Linked DNA regions of Mus musculus: regions 1, 2, 3 and 4 are each linked to region 5. Evidence: chromatin contacts called from public Hi-C and HiChIP or PLAC-seq data. All regions are on one chromosome and are shown on one strand. The core of a region is the stretch at or near the end of the contact, and the rest is flanking DNA. Distances in the headings are between cores, read along the strand shown.

Region 1 (2,700 bases), core at 42-2,541, 220 kb before region 5:
CCCCCATCCTCTTCTCTGGCTAGGGTTTTGTTCTTGTATGAGTTTTACTAGTTGTCTTGAAAATTGTCTTTGCCATCAGAACATAAACTCACAAAGGAAGGATTTATTTTCCTGTCTCCCTACCCTTACCCCGTACCCAACAACCAAAGAAGCCCCCCCACACCACTGAGGATTTTGACTTCAATTCATTGACTGCTAAATGCGTCATTCTTTCATCCATAGTCAGTCTTCGTTTGCCTAGAGCCAAGAATTATGCTGAACACGTTTACAACAAAAAAGAACCAGAGACGGGGTCTCTAACCTCATAGAATTTAAAATCAAGAGTGAAAAGAAAGAATTAAGCAAGTGTCCATTTCATGCAGTGAAATTTGAATTTCTTATAGCTAAATTTTACAGCATTGACAATTCTTAAGTGACACAGCGAAGATGAACACCCAGAAGCTGAAAATTAAAACGGCAACCCCTTCCTTTATGTGATGCTAGAGTTAAGCTCCCTCCTCTGGAATGCTGTTAATTGTAGCTGTTAGTGCTTTTTCCAAATGCCCTTCCCCGGGCAGGAGCTGTGCTGCTGTTTGCATCTATTTTAAACTTATTAGATGAAACTCATCAATCATTATTATCATGGATCGGCTTCATTTGATCTGCCCTTCAAGGACTTCAAAATAAGAATAACAACTATTTTATCTCACATGCTCAAAATTTAAAAAGAAACCCTTTAGCTCCCAGTAGCTCAGAACAATGTGAAAATGGACTCTCTTGCTAACCGGGCATCTTATCTTCTAGTTCACACCAGAAGTTGTTTTTGAAAGGTTGAGGTGACTGTTACATTTCGGCTCTAAGTCTTAATTCTATGTTTTTCAGTTTGATGCTTTTGAAAAGGATGAAATCTTAAAATATGGATCTCCTTTGAAGTCTGTTGTTACTGTGAACTCTGCTTTTGTTACACTGGAAAATTTCAGAGAATTTCAAGCTTTTCGAAACTTTAATTTTATATGTGTTCTATGAAAGGAAATCTAATTGTCAAAAACAGCGTTTTAGACAGACACTGGCTGTTGTCATGGGAGATCATGTATATGTCGTTCTGCACCTGGAAATATATTCCTGCTCCCCAAGAGAAAAGCTCCTCATTTTGCGGCTGTGTGATGGCGTAGGCATGAGGCTGCGACTTGCTCCGGTGAGAGAGCAGCAGTAGGTTTGGCAACAGTCCTGCCATTTGTGTACAAATCTTGATGTAACAGATGTAAGAAATGAGTGACTTTCAAAGAGTCGTTGCTCTCATTTGGGCCTGTGGCAGCACACAGCAGTGAGCATGTGGACAGAACTGCCGTTATTGTGGTCAGGAAGCTAGAGGTAGGAAGAGACAGAGGCTGAAGTCTCACCATCTGTTTAAAGAGCCAGTTCTTCAACAACCCATTTGTCCAATAAGCCACATATCTTAGAGATTCCACCTCCTCTCAACGGTACTGGACCAGGGATTAAGCCTCCCACATGGGCATTTCTGGGGTCATTTCAAGTCCAGATTATAGCACAACTTCATATCACTGTGTGGGCAAAAGAAGACTTGGTTCTACTAGGTCCATGTACTTATACATCCTGATTTGGGGCAAAAGAATTAGAGTGTGGTTTCATCTCCCTTCGTTTATTTAATTCTTCCTGAGTGTTGGGCAGGAGGAATCTCTTAGTGTATTCTGAAGAGCAACTCCTGTTCATTGATCAGAGTGGAACTGGATCAGACAGCCAGCTGCGGAATAAAGCCGGGACCCTGAGGGAGGGATAAGCTAGTGGAAAAGTTGAAACCACAGAAGAAAGACTTTCAACAGACTGCCTTAGTTTTCCTTCACAGGAACACATTCCAGTGTCAAACTGGTGCCACCCTAGACTGGCTCTTCTTTCAGGTGTCTTGTAAAGACACATTTGTCACCTGGCCTGAGCATTCTGTGTATTTCCCCAAAACTTGAAGGACAAAGCATTGGCTCCCCATGGTAACATTAGATATATTGTGAGACATGAAGAAATAATTATTAGATATAATTTCTACCAATCTTGGCATTCCCATGGAAAACAATAGGAAAATGGTAAAAGATTATAGATGGGTAAAGTATTCTTTCCACACAGCCTCATAATCACTAGCATTAATATTCAAACAAGGGGAGTGTGAGGTGAATTCAGCACGCTGCCATGGTCGTCATCATTCACATCAACTGTTCCTTTTTTCCATGAGGACAAGCAGGGTAACTGTATTTTGTCCTTTGTTTTGTGGATCTGCTGCTGTCTTAGTTAAATTTTACTGTGGTGAAGAATCCATGATTATGGCAACTCTTATAAAGGAAACCATTTAATTAAGGTTGGCTTACAGTTTCAGAGGCTCAGTCTATTATCATGGAGGGAAGCATGGCAGCGTGCAGGCAGACATGGTGCTGGAGAAGGCCCTGGGAATTCTACATCTGGATCAGCAGGCAGTAGGAAGAGAAATATGAGCTGCTAGGGTGAGGTCTGGTCTGAACTTCTAGGACCTCAAAGCCCACTCGCCAGGTTCACAAATTTTCCATCACAGCCACATCTATCCTAACAAGGCCACATCTCCTAATAGTACCACTCCCTTTGGATCTTAGAGGTGCATTTTTATTGAAATCACCACAGCTGTTTTTGGAATAAAAATGTCTGGTCTCCTGAAGAAGAGAATGTACTCTTTTAATTCCT
Region 2 (2,700 bases), core at 196-2,695, 140 kb after region 5:
CTCCAATAATCATTGACATTCATGTGTGGTACCCTGTGCAACTAGTTTAGTGTTCAATGTCTAGCATGCTCTCTAGTTGCTGCCATAGTATTGTGAACACAGAAGCAAAGGCCATGACTACTAGGAAAGGCAGTTAATGGTCATAGGTCTCAGTACTAAATGGCTTATTCTTTCCTAAAATTGTCCAGAGGAAGATCCTGTTCATATCATGTGGGAGCTTCATGCCTAATTCCTTTGCACACACTCCTGTAATGTTTTGCATTTCATGTCCCTAATGTGCACTGAGTTGCTTTAAGTGAGACTCTGCAATACTTCTGCCACTTGATATCTCCCTTTCATCTTTTCTCTTGGTAAGAGTTCACGTTCTCACCTAATAGACCCCGATGAAGAGGTTGTTGCCACCTTAGGCTTTGGATAGTCTTCCAGTGTCCCTTGTCCTACTTCCAGTGGCCTCTTCCTACCTGGGTCACCTTTAGAATCCATCATTCTCTTTCCCATGCTTCTGCTTTGAAAGGAGAGATGTGTCTTGGAAAGTTAAAATCCCTGTTCTAAAACTTTGAGAGTGGCACTCTTAATGCAAGTTATATGGCCATTTTCTTTCCCTGGAAAATAGATCATTATAGAACATAGGGAAATAATCAGTTAAAAACAACAACAGCAGCAGCAACACCACCCAGGGTCAAATTTAACCAAAATTTTTTGAGTCAATAAAATAAAAATAGAAAGTTTAAGTAAAAGAATTTTTCAAATTAGAAAAGGAGGTTTATATTATAGGTCTAAAGGAATTTTCCCTAAAACAGTGCAGAGGCTGTAAAATATATAATTATTTCTCTACTCTAAAAACAATTTATCATCTAAACAACAGAGTAATCCTGGGAAAAATACCAAATTGCTTCCATTGTAATCAGCTTTGTTGTTGTGAGCCATCTCTCTCTCTCTAGCAGCCAAAGGGCTATTAACTTACTGTGAAATTTTGAAGTGCCCTAACTACCAGATTCTGTGAACAACACATACTACACATAAAAGGAAACTTCAACAACTCAGTGCACAACCTTCAGATCTCCCCACGAGGGAATGATAATTGACAGAATTAATGAGAGTATTCGATTACACACAGAGCAATTTTCATCACGGGTAGAGCAGGCCACTAGCCACGAGTCGCATTGTAATGGAGGTCCTCTCAGAAGGAGCGCGGGCTCTTGATTTATTGAAAGTAATCTGTAAATGGTGGTACTATACCTGCTGACTACTGTAGAAATAATTTACAAACATTAATTGCAGGAAAGAGTAGAGCCATTTGCTTCAAAGAGCCCATCAGCAAGCTGTCCTTCCTGTTTTATCAGTAGGCAAAGCTGAGAGCAAATAACAGATGGAAGTGTCCCTCGGTAGCGGCACGGAGTACTGGTGAAATATAGCACAATCTTCCTCCAGTGTGTTATGTTTTTAACAGGGGAGGATCAGAAGCAGAAGAGTCCAGGCTAGGATGAATGACTCCGCCGGATGAAACATCCCTTTCTTCTGGGAAGATTCCTATAGCAGATTGAGCGCAGGCTGTTGATTTCTGAAGCTTGATACAGTGTCATTACCAAAATGCATCTGGAAAAGTCTTAGCAAAGGGGATAAAACCTCAGAAGGCCAAGGGGAATCTGAGGCCTGTTCTAGTCTCTTAATGGGTGGTTAAATTCTGGTTCCATGAATAAGCATGCGAGACACCACAGAAACCACAGAGAAGGCTGCAGTAGACAGCTGTACTTGGTACTCATGTGCAACCTGTCAGAAGTGCCTCATGATGGTAACTAGAGTGTATGAGTGTGTGTGTGTGTGTGTGTGTGTGTGTGTGTGTGTGTATCTTAGTTGTCTGAATGTGGGTCTAAAAACCCTCCTACATCTGTTATATGTATGATTACATTGAAAAAGGTGGTTACTGGAGTCTGGATAGCTGGGTGGAGAGAATGCTGTTTCCCTAATGGAAAAATCTATCAGCCCAAAGTCAGTGACTGTTACTACACAGCTTTTAGGCAGTAAGATAGGAAGTGGTTCTCCATTCCACTAGATCTTTTATTCATGCCTAGTTCATTATCCCTTTTTATAGTAGCGGTTCTTAATGTTTTCCAGGCACCCAGCTTTCCTTTCTACCTCCCTCTCTTTGTCTTTTCTTTTTAAATTCTCCTTCATTCTTTGAACTCTGGGCATCACTGTACAGTCTATTAAGGTGCAAGATCCCTGTCCTGGCTTCCTTTAATAAGCAATACTGTTTCCCCTTCTTCTTGTTTTATTCATTTCCCTTTTTTGTCCTATGCTAAAGGGGAAAATCTCTGTTTATAGTTTAATCTACACACATTGTTCTTTATTTTATCTCTGTGCACTCCTTCATCAGTTCATCTCCTCAATGACCACAACCTTGAACTTGGTTTCTACTCTCACTGACTTCTATTTGGTTGTTACAATGCAAAAGAGAGCCTTACTTCCAAACCTGCATTATTTTTCAAACTACTACCCCTTCTATGGATAGAAAATTCCTTCAAAGATTAGTCTATGTTTCCGGCCATTTTTTTCCCACTTTATTTAATCCTTTTTGTATGGGAGTCTCACTTTCTTCTTGGCCACTCTGAAATTTTCTGCTGAAAGCGTTCAGCTCCTGCCCATTGACTGCCATTGTGATGGCATTAAACCATTTGGCATTGAACCGCCTTTCCCAGC
Region 3 (2,700 bases), core at 45-2,544, 180 kb before region 5:
TGTGGAACCTTCCATTCCCTAAATTTCAGTTTGTTACTTTCCTTCAGAGTCTCTGTATCTTTACTGGATTCTCTCTATATATCTTTCATTTTGTTCTGTATTTTATTTAGCTCTTTACTTTTATCCTATTTTAACTCATTTAGGTTTTTAATGATATTCTCTGTAAATAGCAACCATTTCTATAGTTTCTTCTTTTAACTCTTTATTCAGAATTTTATCTACCCATCATGAACTATTGTTTGGAGGAGTCACACTAATTACTTACATATTTTTTAATTTGTCTGTATTGGGATTTGTGCATGTAGGACAAGTCATTGGCTGGGAATTTGGTTGTCTTATATTCTTTGAGATAAAGTAATCACTGAGCAATGGGCAGGTCTAGGCTATGGCAGGGTAAAGAATTAATTTATCACAACTATGCTGGCCACTTAAACCACAGTTAAAATCGAGGCACCAGGCCCAGCCCAGTGGACCACAGAAGAAACCATAACCTATAGAAAAAACACAAAGTAATCATGGTCATAACCAATTACAGCCAATGTCATAATAATCTTATGAAAATTAGAAAAAAGGAGCAAAGACATATTGTTAAATCTAATATGACATTAATGAGAAATGGAATGGCAAAACTAAGGCAAGTACCAGAAGAAAAAAAAATAGAAAAAGAAGAGAAAAAGTAAATTGAAAGGATAAGGGAGAAGACGAAGAGACATAGAAGACGTAGTTAAGGATTAAGTAAATAAAAAAGGAATATAAAATAACAAACCAACCAACCCCACAAACCTGCAAACAGAAAACAATAAAATTCTTTTAAAAACCTAAAGGACAAACGATGAAAAATGGAGAAATGAGAGAAAATAAATATTACCGAAGAATGAAAAAGAATTTACAATGGTAAAGACTAAGGGAGGGAGATTAAAAATCAAATATTACACGGGTGTGGTAGCCCGTGTTTATACAGTCACTGTTTAGAAGTTTGGGACTGGGTGACTGCTAGTCCTAGGCCAACTTGGCCCCTTCGAGGAGCGACTTTCTCTGATCAGAAGACTTGACAGGATAAAATGAGAAAGGGAGTAGACATTAAAAAGATAAAAGAATAAGAAAAATAAAACACACAAACAAATATGAGCAACTTTCTTATAAGTATTAAACTGGATGATGGAAAGATACCGGCCTGTGACTAGCTCCTGCTCTCGAGCTGTTTGGCCATGTGCCATCTTTGAGGGCTGACTCTGTATGCAGATTTGCTTCCTCTTTCTCATTCACCGTGTAGACCAGCAACCGGAAGATGTGGCTTGTAGTTGGAGACGCCTGTACTTATTAACTCTGGGCTGCTGTATTGGTCAGATAAGAAGGGGCAGAACAGAACTCTTTCTCCATCTGGTCCAAGTCTCCGATGCCATGCCATTCGGTGTTTGCTCATGGGTTTGGGAGTTGCTATGTGGATCCAATCTTGACCCTCTCCTGCTCCACTTTCCAGGTCTGGAACTTCCCTCAACTCACTTCCTGTAAGTGTTTACTTACTACAGAACTCTGCTAGCTTCCTAACTTGATGGCAGCCGGTAAGAAGTCACCTCTACTCCCAACTATGATGCTATGATTGGGAATATGTAAAATTTCAGTGTTTCTCAAAGGCATCTGATTTCAGGACTGTAGTCACTGTTTTAGCGCCTAGGCATAATGATAGTTACTGAATAAGCCACCACTGGCCTCTAATAGAATGGTTTTATGTGACAGAATGACATATAAAGTTGAGGTCTGTGGGCTTTTTATTTTAATTTTTTAGTTTCCTTCCTCCCACCCTCCCTCTCACTCTCCCTCCATCCCTTCATTCATTCCTTCATTCCTTCCTTCTTTCCTTCCTTCATTTTGTCCTTCCTTTTAGTGGCTTAAACCAAGGCATGTGTTTTCCAGAACACTTACTTTTCCTTTGTTCTGTGCTCACTCTCTCTGCCCTTGGCTTTCTTTCCACCTAGGCTTTCTCTATTCAATTGTCTAAGTTCTCTATTTTAAATTCCAGGCTCCATCTGAGGGTTCCCAAACCCACACAGCCTGCATCACACAAAGGAAGGCTCTTTCTTCTTAAGCCTTTCTAGAAGTACTTCTTGGAGATAGTAGCTTTTGGTGGGTGACAATGCTCTGCTACCTTCCAAGACCCTGAGTCCTTCTTCTTACTTCTTCATTTATTATCTGTGGTCCTTTGGAAAACGGAAGGTTTCCTCTTCTGTAAAATGGATAACATATGTGTCACCTGTCACATAGACACTTAAAGAAAGATCCCAAAGCAACTACTGTATGAAGCGTATTTTGCAAAACTGTCAGAGCCAGAACAAGAATAAGGCTTAGGTGAGCCTAGTAGAGGCTGTTGTAGGAGAGTAATTAAGAGTTCAAGGCCACCCTTAGCTGTATAGAAAGTCCTTGTCTTAAGGAAAAAGAAAGGGAAAAATGATTAGAGAAGAAAAGAAGGCATGAGTTTTGGAGTTCCAGTAGCAAAATTCCTTAAGGCCAGTAGTTTAGCCTTGAGTACATGTCTCCTGTAACTCTCTCTAGCCATACCAATACCTGCTTCCTACTCTAGGAATCTTGAGTGTTGATTTTGTGGTGGGGCTCAGCTGTACACTTTGTTTTCCCTTGCTAAATTCTCCAGATGTTTCTAGAGGGGACTCTAGATTAGACTCCCTGCTGTGAGATTTCTGGAAT
Region 4 (2,700 bases), core at 173-2,672, 250 kb before region 5:
TTGTACGGTCAGACTTAGATTAAAGACTGCTCCAGACTGACAAGGAAAATTTAAGTGGTCTAGTAAAATGGGCGAAGGATATGAGAAAGCACTTCAGAGAGAGAGAGAGAGAGAGAGAGAGAGAGAGAAAAAATCTATATTTTATGCATACAAGAATCCTTGATCTCATTCATAATTCAGGAAATGCAAATACAAATTGTACACAAGTTTCTCACTGACCAGGTTGATGATAGAAAATGTTCGAATTGACAAGAGTGGATAAGGGTATGAAGACAGGCACACACCCATGCTCATATGCTAAACATTGGTACCATTGGCTAATACTATGCAAGCTGAAATATGCAGGTCTTGCAAGTTCAAATTTTAGTGCTTTGTCCTCTGACTTTATTTGCACGCTACACAAAGTGGTGTGAGCAAAATAGTTCATTGCTCTATTATTTCAAATAGTAAAAGAAAAAAAAATCCATGGGTCAATCCAGGCGTCAATCAAGAGGAGACCAACTATATGAGTTACAGTGTAATCATGTAAGTTGTTATATAGCCATAGAAAATAATGTAGTGTAAATACATGTGCTGTTATGGATCTTCAAGGCACATTGTTAAGTTGAAATAAGAAGTATATTTAAGAATGCCCATGGGTATACAAGTCTATTATCAAATACTGGGGGTAAGGAAAACTGCTGATGCTAGTTACCTTTCAAGGAGTAGTGATGGGAGAGGATGGGGACTGCTCTCTATCTTTGGATACATTTTGTACTATTTTAATTTCTGATCAAAATCATTTGTTCCCAGGGTTGAATACTAAATTCAGTGGTAGAGCTAACTCAGCATGCAGGACGTCCAAGATCCATGCTTAGTACCATACCAAAATCATACTAAAAACCATGTGCTGTGTTTACAACCAGTAAATGAATTATGACTTACTAAATTGATTGCATAGGAATATTTCTTACATCATTGTATTTGGTTTTTGTTTCTTTGTTTCCTGGCAGGGCTGTATTTACTGTGTCTCCCACCTTACCAAGTCAAAGTCAGGAGAAATTTTTTTCTTAGAGAAACAAAGCCATTTGGAGAAATAGAAAGCAGAGAGAATGAATGGGACACTCCAAGAGGGAAAGGCTTCGGGTCAGTAGAGTTCTTTGCTAGTCCCCTCGCATGCCCAAAGGAGAGAGGCTGGGTTCTTGGAAGGACTTCCATGCACAGTGAGTTGAAGCCTCTGACTTGCTTTTTCTCCCGGAGAATGAGCTCATCAGAACTGACCTGTGTGCCACCTGATGTCATTGTGTGCACTGGGTCTGCAGAGCCACATGGCGTCCCCAGCAAGTTGCCACGACCAGGTGGTTTCACAGAAGAGAATGCACTATGTGTTTCTCAGGCACCAAGCTCTCCCACACACCCTGCAGTGACCTTGGGCAAGGTGCAGCAGGCAAGAGGCAGAAATTATATCTTCAAAAGCAAAGGTACGCAGACAGCAGAGACTCAGCAGACACCTGCAACCAATGTCTTTGTAAAAATCAGGCTCTGAACAGGGAATAGAAAAACCAATGGCCCAGGAACAACAGCACACATAGCCACAGAAGATGTCACGTAGAACTACTGATCTCAAGCACACGTCATGGGATTTTTTTTTTAAGGATACTCTGACCACAAATTACAGAATGTACTAGTTGAAATACAATCATATTCTAAAGTCTTTTCACTTTGCAACATGAACACAATTTTCATTGAATCAATCTGTGTAGTGAATGGCTTCATTGTTGAATACAGGTAGGTATTGCTATGTTAATAATAGTGTACCTTCTATAACATTAGGAAAGCTCCCCTCCTCTGCTCCTTCTGATTTCTCTGTAAGCTGGACAGTGAACTGCAGCTTTCATTTCACCCAGCAGGAGAGACAGCTTGGGATAAAGTTAAGTGTCTTGCTTACAACAAATTCAACTGTGGTAAAGGTAAGGGCCATAACTGGGTGTTTGAATTTCAAAACGATCGCTTCTCAGAGATCTCATGGTTTTTGTGGCCCTATTACGCTGTGGCTGAAATGGCCACTATGGCTTTTAATGAGGCCAGAGTACAAGAGGATCAAGCAGATACATGTGTGGAAAACGATTGGATTTTTGTTTTCAGTTGTATTTCTCAAACCTACTGAGAACAAGATTCTTCTAGGTACCTTCTATGTACACAGCAATCTTTATGGTTTTAGGAAAGAACAGTTGAAAACCAGTGACATGACTTAATTCTCTCTCTCTCTTTCTGTCTCTCTCTCTCTGCATGTGTATAAGTATGTGTAATATATGTGCACATGTTCCTGTGAATGTGGCATATGATTGTGCATGTGTGAGTGTGTGCACACTCCCCTGTGCAAGTCTAAGGAGGATATTGGGTGTCCTATGCCATAACGCTCTGTCTTACTCTTTTGCCTCAGAGTCTTTGATTGAGCCTTAAGTTAGAAGGCATCTGTTTTCTATCCACCTCCCAACACACACACACACAGTATGAAAGTTACAGGTGTAGATGGCCCTGTGGGTGTAAAGATAGGAACTCAGGTCTTCATGATCACACTGCAGACTCTTTAACCAATTAGGCTGTCTTTCTAGCTCCTGCTTAATTAATTAAACAAACAAACAAACAAACACAAGACAAAACAAAACAAAAAAACCTTGTATAGGGCCTGCAGAGATGGCTCAGTGGTTGAGGGGCTGC
Region 5 (2,700 bases), core at 96-2,595:
GAGACTGATAGCTGAGATGCTTTATTTTCTTTTGGTAATTTTTTATTTTTATTTTTATTTTACACATAAGACACTTGATTAGAAGCAAAACGTTTCAAGTTTGTGTTTAATTTTTTAAAAAAAAAGAAATTTTTTCAATGTAAATATTTTAACCCCACTTTGAAGTTTTAATGTACTTTTATATGTTTAAATTTCTTTTTAACTGACAAAGATGAAAGCTGTGTATGTGAATAGGGTGTAAAGTTTCAGCACATGTGCCCATTGTAGAATGCTCAGAGTAAACACTTCTATCTCCTTAAGATGTCATTATTTCTTTATGTAAAAAACACATTCTTTTAGCTTTCTGAAATGGACTTGTACACTCTGTTACAGTCACCGAAAATTTCCGGCTTTGAGCTAACTAAAAGTTAGTACCTGTTGATTGTAATACATTTCAAATTATAATCAGAATAGCTTATAGATCCAAAAAATATGCCCTGTCATCTCCTTCCTTTCTCCAACTATTATAATGGGACTCCCTTCTCAAGCTCTTGCTCTGTGCGTGTCTTCATGCAATTATAAGTATTGCCTAAGATTCAAAGAGGAGTCTTTTTAATTCGATGGAGCAACATGCAAATGAAGACCGAGTCCTTCTACCTAGTTCAGGAAATCACGCTGTGCTGACAAGAATCAGAAAAAGACTGTTTTCTGCAGTCACTATGATCTTTCAACTTCTCAAACTTAGGTGGTGATCTTAAACACCCTTGTATTACAGGTCTTAAGAAATAATTGTGTCTGTTCATGCGGAGCTGTATGTAGCCACGGCTCTCGTGTGCAGAAACTTTCTGACTTTGTAAATATTAGATTTGACAGTGTTGCTAGGAAACACCCGGGGAAGTAAGGAGAATACAAATTATGAAGTATAAACTTTGCTGTTGCAAACAGAGCAGCCCTAAGGCACTTTCCATTGTCAAAACAGCTGTGAATACAACATTTTTTATGCGCGCCTTAAAGTTAAGAAGCAACTCCTTAAAACGAAGTAATTGTTTTCTGTTTCATTTTCCAACTTCTTTTCTCTCTCTGAGAGCGGAGCTGCTTAAAGTCACCGGGACAGTGTCTATTCCCTGGTTCCCTGTTTACTTCTTCTGGATTGGCTAAGCCCCTCTTTAAGAGTATGCTTTGTTCTGGGAAATGCTTTGGATCCATTGAGCAACCCACAGGCTACTGTTAAAAAAAAAAAAAAAAAAAAAGAGCTGAGTAATGTTGGCGCTTTCTCAAGCTGGAGTTTTCTCATGTGGCTGATGCAAACCTGGAGAATTTGCATCATCATGCAGCCCAGTAAGTTGGTGTGACAGGCGGTTGCTTAAATACGGAGCCTTCCACGAGGAAGCTGAGCTGGTGTGTAATGATAGGGCAGCAGCCGCGGCTGCAGCTAACTGACTGCCCCTGGAGCCGGTGCCACACAGGTGCTCCGAGGAGCAAGAGGAGTAATTATAGAGCCAGCGAAGGCTGAAACACACCTCTGAGTTCTCACCTGTGGACACAATAGTGTAGAGCCAGTCGGTGATAGCAAAGGGGAAGTCACGACCGAACAGTGATCAGTCACTTCTTAGAGAAACAAGTTAAAAGGGTTTGTTTTGTTTTGTTTTATTTTGTCTTGTTTTGTTTTTCCCCCTCTGTTTTCTTTTTCATCCCCCTCCTCTGGTGTGACACTGCCATGGTCAGAAAGCCAGTTGTGGCCACCATCTCCAAAGGAGGTTACCTGCAGGGCAATATGAGCGGGAGGCTGCCCTCCATGGGGGACCAAGAGCCACCTGGGCAGGAGAAGGTAGTTCTGAAAAAGAAGATCACTTTGCTGAGGGGGGTCTCCATCATCATCGGCACCGTCATCGGATCAGGCATCTTCATCTCCCCCAAGGGCATACTCCAGAACACGGGCAGCGTGGGCATGTCCCTGGTTTTCTGGTCTGCCTGTGGAGTACTGTCACTTTTTGGTGAGTGCGCTTCTTCTCTGGGGTGTGAGTGTGTGTAGCTGTGTGGCTCTCTGGGAGAGCGAAGGGTTATTTCTGAGGAGTAAATGAATGGGCAAATACTACAGGAAATATTTGGAATTTTTGTTGTTGTTGTTGTTCAGGTATGTGCACTACCCAAACACACTGTCCACTGTTGGCACAAGACTGAACCCTCTCAGATTCCTTCCTGCAGGCTATACTCTGCTTTCCTGCCTGAGACAGACTCTGGCAGCTTTTTTTTTTTTTTTTTCTGGTTTGCTGAGAGAAGGAAAAAAAAAAAAAAAAACAAAAAACAAAAAAACAAAAAACAAAAAAAACCTAACTTTGATGACCCAAAAAACCAAGCCTTCCTTCCGTGCAGAGGGCTTGGGTTTGTGAGTCTTGTTTAGAGCATAGTTCTGGCAGCTGGCTCGCTGGAAGAAACACCTGTGCGGTGCAGCCAGTGTGGCCTATTTACACGCGGAACTGAACGTTCGGAACACTGTCACGGGCCTTTTACTTGCTAAACAAATGGGTGGCATTCTCTGCCTTTTTTAATATTTTAAATTCGTAGGCTTGTCCGTTTCTAATACTATGCTTTCAGAAGTCCTTGGGAAGATATGTGTTTGATGTGTCTCCTCCGTCTCCATAAATGGGGCAAAGGTTTCAACTTTTTTCCCCTTGTTTTTTTTTTTTTTCTTTTTCCTTCTTACTGCCTTTAAGGACATTT

The links. A called contact is a pair of places that touch in the nucleus more often than the background predicts. HiChIP or PLAC-seq counts read pairs in DNA pulled down with a chosen protein or histone mark.
Region 1: a contact with region 5 is called in an H3K4me3 HiChIP or PLAC-seq map of the SCID.adh cell line, with 25 read pairs. The contact joins the enhancer-like site here to the promoter of Slc7a11 in region 5. A contact is called at or near these places in 2 of 115 datasets of contacts at active chromatin or transcription factors (the SCID.adh cell line and embryonic fibroblasts) and 1 of 9 other capture datasets (adipose tissue).
Region 2: an H3K4me3 HiChIP or PLAC-seq map of the SCID.adh cell line shows a contact between it and region 5, with 22 read pairs. The contact joins the enhancer-like site here to the promoter of Slc7a11 in region 5. A contact is called at or near these places in 4 of 484 Hi-C or Micro-C datasets (double positive thymocytes, myocytes, nephron progenitors and 1 more), 2 of 115 datasets of contacts at active chromatin or transcription factors (the SCID.adh cell line and bone marrow-derived dendritic cells) and 2 of 9 other capture datasets (adipose tissue and pancreatic islet).
Region 3: a contact with region 5 is called in an H3K27ac HiChIP or PLAC-seq map of bone marrow-derived dendritic cells, with 2.1 times the contacts expected there. The contact joins the enhancer-like site here to the promoter of Slc7a11 in region 5. A contact is called at or near these places in 1 of 39 promoter capture datasets (macrophages), 5 of 484 Hi-C or Micro-C datasets (the BV-2 cell line, LSK cells, cerebral cortex and 2 more), 8 of 115 datasets of contacts at active chromatin or transcription factors (the SCID.adh cell line, bone marrow-derived dendritic cells, bone marrow-derived macrophages and 3 more) and 4 of 9 other capture datasets (adipose tissue, bone marrow-derived macrophages, liver and 1 more).
Region 4: a Hi-C map of double positive thymocytes shows a contact between it and region 5, with 2.1 times the contacts expected there. The contact joins the enhancer-like site here to the promoter of Slc7a11 in region 5. A contact is called at or near these places in 1 of 39 promoter capture datasets (neural stem cells), 2 of 484 Hi-C or Micro-C datasets (both in double positive thymocytes), 4 of 115 datasets of contacts at active chromatin or transcription factors (the SCID.adh cell line, bone marrow-derived dendritic cells, embryonic stem cells and 1 more) and 2 of 9 other capture datasets (adipose tissue and liver).

Annotation. Positions count from the first base shown.
Region 1 is chr3:50,659,777-50,662,476 of GRCm38.p6, reverse strand. No RefSeq gene overlaps it. Among named protein-coding and RNA genes, the nearest start is that of Gm40043, 51 kb to the left of the region's middle. Within about 2 kb of position 1,291, at least 15 of the 459 cell types and tissues checked have an H3K27ac peak or open chromatin away from gene starts, as enhancers often do. A contact at or near this core is called in the SCID.adh cell line, where this site is marked.
Region 2 is chr3:50,306,571-50,309,270 of GRCm38.p6, reverse strand. No RefSeq gene overlaps it. Among named protein-coding and RNA genes, the nearest start is that of Slc7a11, 140 kb to the left of the region's middle. Within about 2 kb of position 1,445, at least 21 of the 459 cell types and tissues checked have an H3K27ac peak or open chromatin away from gene starts, as enhancers often do. A contact at or near this core is called in the SCID.adh cell line and myocytes, where this site is marked.
Region 3 is chr3:50,627,090-50,629,789 of GRCm38.p6, reverse strand. No RefSeq gene overlaps it. Among named protein-coding and RNA genes, the nearest start is that of Gm6209, 42 kb to the right of the region's middle. Within about 2 kb of position 1,294, at least 51 of the 459 cell types and tissues checked have an H3K27ac peak or open chromatin away from gene starts, as enhancers often do. A contact at or near this core is called in the BV-2 cell line, bone marrow-derived dendritic cells, bone marrow-derived macrophages and 1 more, where this site is marked.
Region 4 is chr3:50,688,268-50,690,967 of GRCm38.p6, reverse strand. No RefSeq gene overlaps it. Among named protein-coding and RNA genes, the nearest start is that of Gm40043, 22 kb to the left of the region's middle. Within about 2 kb of position 1,422, at least 11 of the 459 cell types and tissues checked have an H3K27ac peak or open chromatin away from gene starts, as enhancers often do. A contact at or near this core is called in the SCID.adh cell line and double positive thymocytes, where this site is marked.
Region 5 is chr3:50,442,258-50,444,957 of GRCm38.p6, reverse strand. It overlaps Slc7a11 (solute carrier family 7 (cationic amino acid transporter, y+ system), member 11), which reads left to right and starts at 1,345. Exons shown (of 12, transcript NM_011990.2): 1 at 1,345-1,973. The coding sequence starts at 1,697.